2 separate regions of the Mus musculus genome follow, and region 1 is linked to region 2. A link is a contact called in public promoter capture Hi-C data. All regions are on one chromosome and are shown on one strand. The core of a region is the stretch at or near the end of the contact, and the rest is flanking DNA. Distances in the headings are between cores, read along the strand shown.

The links. Promoter capture Hi-C pulls out the DNA fragments that hold promoters and counts their contacts.
Region 1: a promoter capture Hi-C map of pre-B cells shows a contact between it and region 2, with 2.7 times the contacts expected there. The contact joins the promoter of Mrps33 here to the promoter of Mtpn in region 2. A contact is called at or near these places in 1 of 39 promoter capture datasets (pre-B cells) and 1 of 484 Hi-C or Micro-C datasets (CD4 T cells).

Annotation. Positions count from the first base shown.
Region 1 is chr6:39,808,742-39,812,238 of GRCm38.p6, forward strand. Mrps33 (mitochondrial ribosomal protein S33) reads right to left here and starts at 2,195. Exons shown (of 3, transcript NM_010270.2): 1 at 2,123-2,195.
Region 2 is chr6:35,538,379-35,541,838 of GRCm38.p6, forward strand. Mtpn (myotrophin) reads right to left here and starts at 1,510. Exons shown (of 4, transcript NM_008098.4): 1 at 1,161-1,510. The coding sequence starts at 1,232.

The sequences.
Region 1 (3,497 bases), core at 945-3,444, 4.3 Mb after region 2:
TATGACAAAGAGAGAGAATAATCCTCTTTAGACCCGAGTCCCTGACTCAGCCCTACTCCCAGCATGGTGGCTTTAGCTTAACTAACACACACACACACACACACACACACACACACACACACACACACACACACGATGTACTTTTTAAAAAAGCTTCAAAAATTGCATTCGTTTATTTTGTGCTGGTATGTATGTATGTATATATGGACACACATGTGCTACAATACACAGGTGGAGGTATGAGGACATTTAATCGTCCCTAGTCATTAGGGTTGACTGCAGTGTCTTTGTCCATTGAGCCATCTCACTGGTCTGTTAAACTTTAAGTATAAACAACACATAAATAAACCAACAGAGGTCAGTTGTGGCCTTCAAACCTGGCACTTCAAAGCACAGGCTAGTGGTTCTCTGTGCGTTCAAGACCAGTCTTGTTCTAAGTGAAATTTTAGGCAAGCCAGGGCTACATGGTGAGACCCTGTCTCACCACAAAAACACAGGCTAAAATGCCTGCTTTCTGTAACTGGTCCTAGGGCGGATGCATTGCTACCTCCCTTCTCCCTTCTTTAACTTAAAAAAAAAAAAAAAAGAAGAGGCTGGAAAGATGGCTTAGCAGTTTAGGTGCTTGTCACCAGGCCTGCCATCTGACTGTGATCTCTGGGACTCCCCTAAGGTGACCTCTGCATGCCTGAGCACACACACATACATGTAAAGGGCTATTTAAAAATTTAGGACGTTTTGAGATTTCAGTATGCTTTCCTAAAGGATTTCAATTTTATGAAAGAATATAACCTTTTAAATTATATAACATTAAGTCAAATGATTTACATGCCAATTAGATTTCAATTCACATAAAATTATCCTAGGAGTTACACAATAGGGTAAAAATTAAAAACAAACAAACAAAAGTTATTTGTGGGTGGGTCTGTGTGACTATGTTCCCAGGGAGGCAAGATGGAGAGGGTTCCCCTAGACCAGTAGTTCTCAATCTTCCTAATGCGGCGTTCCTTTAATACAGTTCCTTATGTCGTGCTGACCCCTCTACCATAAAATTATTTCATTTCTACTTCATAACTGCAGTTCTGCTATTGTTATGAATTTATGAATTGTAATGTAAATATCTGATATGCAGGATATCTGATATGTGACTCACAGGTTGAGAACCTCTGCCCTATAATGGTGTTATACGTGGTTGTGAGTTATCTGACTAGAAACTCAACCTGGATCCTGCAAGAGCAATATGCTCTATTAACTACTGAGCCATCTCTTCAGCCTCACAAATTAGTTCCTTTGAAATATCATGTTTCTTTAAATGTGAATGAAAGAAAAATACAGGTGAAAATAACCGTTGAAAATGAGAAGCAAAACCAAATTACTTAAATATGTCAAGCAAAACACATAAAGCCCACATCTGAAAATTCAGAACTCTTTTTTCCCCTTTTGGCATAAAAAGATAAGTTTATCTTTCTCATGGATCTATTTATTTAAAATGCTTGCAGGTACACTTGTGTGGGTATAAGTGTAGGTCAATTATCAACATCAGGAGTACAATTTACCTTATTATTTGAGTTTCGACTGACAAGGAAAGCTGAAGGCATAGTGCCTGCCTAATCACGACCCAAGGAATGCATACGAGTTGTTACTGAGAAGCAACGTGCTCAGAGCATTTAAAAACTGGTACCAATTATTTTACTGGGTCACAGGGCATGAACCCCTCCGAACAGATAACTTTATTTTTTTTTTTTTGTTCAGCATGCACAACTCATACTCTCCGCTGTCTGATTCGCGCACTCCTCCGGCGCTGGAAGCTGTAGTAGAGTCATTCATTTTCCCAAGCATCATCTAAACTGCATTTTAAATAACAATCAACAAATATCGCCGGCGCATCCCACACAAAACTGAGTGCGAGGGCGGGCTCACTAGGAGAAAGGAAGTGCGTTTTTGGTTTGTTCAGTTCCCCACAGGATAAGGGGAAAGCCTCGGGTGTTTGTGGGGTACACGTGGAAGCTCCAGGAAGGCCCCTAACTGACTCGACTGGATCTGGCAATTCCACCAGGTTAGGGACCCGGGTCCGCCCGCACCGCCGCCGCCCTCTGCTGTGACCCCAGCGCTCCGCTTGCCTTACCTGCTCCTGACCTCGCGCACGCGCGTCCCCGGAAGGCCCGCCCCCCTTTACTTGCTTCCCAGCTCCAGAGAGCAGGAGAGAGGCGGAAGCTTGATGGCTAGAGCGGAGTCGGCGGACAACCCGGAACTACTCTCACTCCCTGGGGGCGGGACCTCGGGCGACACCTAGCGGCCGCGCTCGCTCTGAGCCCAGGGCCTCCGCCCGCGAGGAAAGCCGGGTTGTGTGGGTGTGGTTCTGAGAGTGGGGGAGCCTTGGCTATCCAGGAAGGTTCTAGAGGGACCACACGCATCATTTTGTCGAGAATAGCCAGAGCTGAGTCCCTCCTCGCTGAAGCTCCTTGCTCTGTGATAATAGAATGAAATGCAGTATTTTTCCTTTGTCTTCACGTTTCATTTTTCTTTTCATTAGAGCTTATGCTCTTTGCGTTCCAAAGATACTTGATGCTAGCTCAGAGTCTTTCTGACCGTGTTGGGTTCCTATCAATCAAGGAGTTGAGCTGTGGTTCTCTTTTCGGGGTACAGGGATAGAACTCTTGGATAGGAGATAGACAGGAGCAGTAACACAGAGAAATTGTGTTTTGGAAGATAGCCTAAGTTCTGCTTCTCTTTGTACATTTGGATAAGCTAGTGTAAAACTCTGTCCCCAGCCTTTTTCTTTTCTTTTCTTTTTTTGTTTTGTTTTGTTTGTTGAGACAGGGTTTCTCTATGTAGCATTGGCTGTCTTGGAACTCACCGTGTAGACCAGGCTGGCCTCAAACTCAGAGACCCATCTGCCTCTGCCTCCTGAGTGCTGGGATTAAAGGTACACACCTGGGCCGTCAATCCCAGACTCAAACTTTTATGATAAACTCTCAATTGTTTTTTAAAAGCAAGATGTCTTAATTGTGGAGCAAGAAAATATCGTAACGGACAGTATGAGATCAATCATGAGATCTTGAGCAATCTCAAAAGAAATCAGATATGTGGGCCAAGAAAACTGCAGCTTTATCTGCGCAGCTGTGTCAGCTGCGGGTCAGAGTGCCCTTTACCGTTGACTGTCCTTGGGAATGAAGATAGGTTGCTCATACCGCATCAACAACTAAGGTACCGGGGTATTTGCCTACGTGTGCACCAGTGAAGGGTCAGCATCCTGCAGAGACCATGACTTCATTACGATATTATTTTCATTGTGGGCTTGGCCAGGATAAGCTTTTCTAGAGGATCCTGAGAAGAAATATCCTTCAAAAGTGATCTGACCCACCGTGACTTAGGAAAGAAAAAGGCTCGCCCTACTCTATCACTATGACACCCACTTTATAAATGTAAGAATTAAAAAAAAAATACGACGGGGAATCTACTGTGCTCTTGCCCTTCTCTTTGGAACAGCTCACTCCTTG
Region 2 (3,460 bases), core at 260-2,759:
CTAGCTAAGGTAGTCAGAAGGTAGCTTGCCTTAAACATCCATTACAATCAACTAAGCAGATCAAATACATGTGAAAAGTCTAAATTATAAGGCATCAAGTGGAGAAAAAACTATCATCCTTGTACAATCCTGTAGTTAAAAACAAACAAACTAACCAACCAATCAACCTGCTTCTGCCTGTTTCCTAAAACAAGTCCTGTGAGGCAGGATGCCACCGCTCACACCTTTTAAGATTTAAAATCTTGACCGCAGGCTCACACTTTTTGAAGAGGACCAAGATGTTCACAGTTGTCACAAAATTCTACTTTCGGAAAATAATAATAATAATAATAATAATAATAATAAAACTATAGAAGTTCTCCTTACAATTACAAAAGGAGCAATTTAAGACCCAAAGGCAGGCCAGGTCAGAACTTTCCAAGTACCTCCAAGTATGGTTTTGAATTTGGGTTTCTTAACCATATCCCAAACATAGCGTGATCAGACTGCAGTACTATTTACTACACACGCGCGCGGACTTCAGATGAAATAATGGAGTACCCCAAGTTAAAAGGCTTTTTGAAAACTACTCCGATTTCCCAACACCCCAGATGCCAAATGGCAACCTTACCACTCGAAGCAAACGATACACACACATACACATATTATGTGGTGGTGGTGGAGAGGAAAAAGGCCACACCCAAGTTAAAGACTTTCAGAGCGAAGTGACACCAAGTTTCAGAAATTTAACTATGGCTATTTTGGGGCAGCTCATTTCACGGGTGACGGATCCTCTGAATCCTCCCCATCTCCACCAGGCCGCACGTTCAGGAAATCGTTCCCGATTCGAACTGCTCGGGTTTCCTTCTCAGGAACCCGGTGCGAGGCCAAGATGGAGAAATGCCTCATTCAAAGATTGCAGTACCCGGGGTATTAGAGGGCCGGCCCGTGCCGATCGAGGGAGACAACCAGGCGCCCGTTACCTGCGGGGCTGGGACAGGCCACAGCCGCCTTAGCAACAACACAGCGGTTACCTGGCACCGAGGAGCCACCCAGATCCAGGCCCTGCGGCGTCCACGAGTCTCCCAAGCTGGCCCAGCTCCCGGTGTCCCCCACGCCCTGGGCTTCACGACCACCCACCCCGCCGCAGCGCAGCATCAGCGCCGCGCATCCCCGCTCACCTTAGCCACATAGTCCTTCACCTCATCCAAGTCTCCGTTTTTCAGGGCCCACATGAACTCCTTGTCGCACATGACTGCAGCGGGGTGGGCCGGCGGGCCGGGCAGGAGCGGCGATTAGGCCCGACGAGGGGACACGAGAAAGCGACGCGCCTCAGGCCGCTGAGCGGGCGAGACTGCGGGTCGCGGCTACGGTTCGGGCGGGAGAAAGTTCTTCTGCAGCCGTTGGGCCCAGCAGAGCAGGTTCCGCCTAGCTGAGGAGAAGCAGGACGCTTACACTTCCGGTTCACGCCCCGCTAGGGCCCGCCTCCCACTTCCTCTTCCTCTTCCTCTCTCCAGAAAGCTCTGCTCGGGACCCCGCCCCGACTGCTTACCTCAGGAGAGCCACTTTTGCGCAGGCGCATTATCCTGGCCGGCCAAGGCAGAGTAGAGGCGTGGTTCCAATGGGCGGGGCCGTGAGGCTGAGTAGAATGTTCCTGGAGGTCAGGAAAATCAGGGGCTGAACCTGGGGAGGTGTTGGATGGGAGTAGGACACTCCAGTTCCACGACAGAGGGGAACGTTAGTTTCCAGGGCTCACTTTCTAATAATTCTAAAAATAACTAATAATAATAATAATAATAATAATAATAATAATAATAATAATAATGTGTTTAGATTCTCTCTCTCTTACTATCCCACTTTAAACTAGTAAAAGAGGAAAAACAAAAAACCAACCCACTCTCAAAACATTTTTATTGAGACTTTCATCTATGCATATAGTATGTTTTGAACAAATTCATTCCTGAATCCCTTCTCCACTTCACCACTACTTTTCCTTCACAACTTTATGTGACCTCTCTTCTTAAAACAAAACCAAAAACAAAAAACCAAAAACCAAATTTTCATTTACGTGTATGATAGTTTTGACAGAATATATACATTTATGTGAACCAATGTGTGCGAGTGCCCGAAGAGGCAAGAGGAAGCATAAAATCTGAGAGAGCTAGAGATACAGACAGCGGTGAGCCTTCATATGGGCCATGCTGGGAACCAAGCCGGGCTCCTCTGCGAGAGCAGCCAGTGCTCTTAACCTCTGAGCCATCTCTGCAGCAGTGCTCGGGTCTTGTGTTGAGCTCTCTGAACCCACTTAGCGCTTCCTGTTGAGTGCATACGTGTGGGACCTACTGGTTTGTTTTACCTTTAGGCATCAAACTCTATTCCTATTCTCATACATCAGTGGCTGGGTGGGGCTCTCTCCCTTGGTCTTTTCTCCTCTCTCTCCCACTACCACTCTTGGCCTTTCTTCTCCCTTTCCTCAACCATGCAGTTTCTTTGGGACATCCACCAGAAGGAAATAAAAAGGAAAGAATAAAACTTTTTTTTTCTCAGAAGGAAATCTTCAACACGTAGTTGAGACAACGGTGTCAGTAGGTTTATTTCTTTTTAATTGCATACGTACGTGCTTGTGTACAGATGCACTGATGTGGGCATGAGTGTGCATACGTGTAAACTCAGAGGACAACTTGTGGGAGAGTACTCTTATGTAGGTCCTAGTGACTGAATTTAGGTCACCATCGGGCTTTGTCACAAGCATCTTTCCTGGTTGAGCCATCTTGCCAACTCAACAACGTGAATTATGTACATTTACTTTCTATGGTGGAAAATACTTAAGTGTGTGATGGCAATTAAAAACTAGGAGCTTTTCCTGACCAACAAATGACCGCTAACAAACATGCGTAGCATCATTAAAAATTTGTGTGGTTTAAGAAGCACTCACTTTTTATTTGATTTGTAGCAAACAGAACTGTTTTTCTGAAGCCAGTTTTGTTCTTAGAATTTGGCTGAAACATCTTAGAATTCAACCACCTGGTGAATTCTATCTTACAATCCTAATGATTCAAATTTATGTATATACCCAAGAACACTGAGAAAAAATTCCTACTAGAACTATTATGTATATAGGCTATTATTCATTATTCGGTAAACAAATAAACCAAACTAATTTATTTCTGCACCACAAAATACAGAGGTTGGAAGCATACGGTGGAGTTTAATAGTTTTAAAGTATTGGGCATACTCTGGCTGGTTTTGTGTTCTGACCAGCAAGTTGTTTAACCCTTTTTCTTAAAATTTTGTAGCAAAATGATGCTGTCTGGTGAGTACACATTTGTTATCATTGAACAGCAATAGATAAAGACTTCACACACACACACACACAAAAACTCTGAATAGTTAAAAGCAGCTTACATTGTTACTGTATTTAATTCTGACGGTTGAGAATACAAATCGACACCTTTCTGGAAGGAAACTTCAGTTCAAAAAA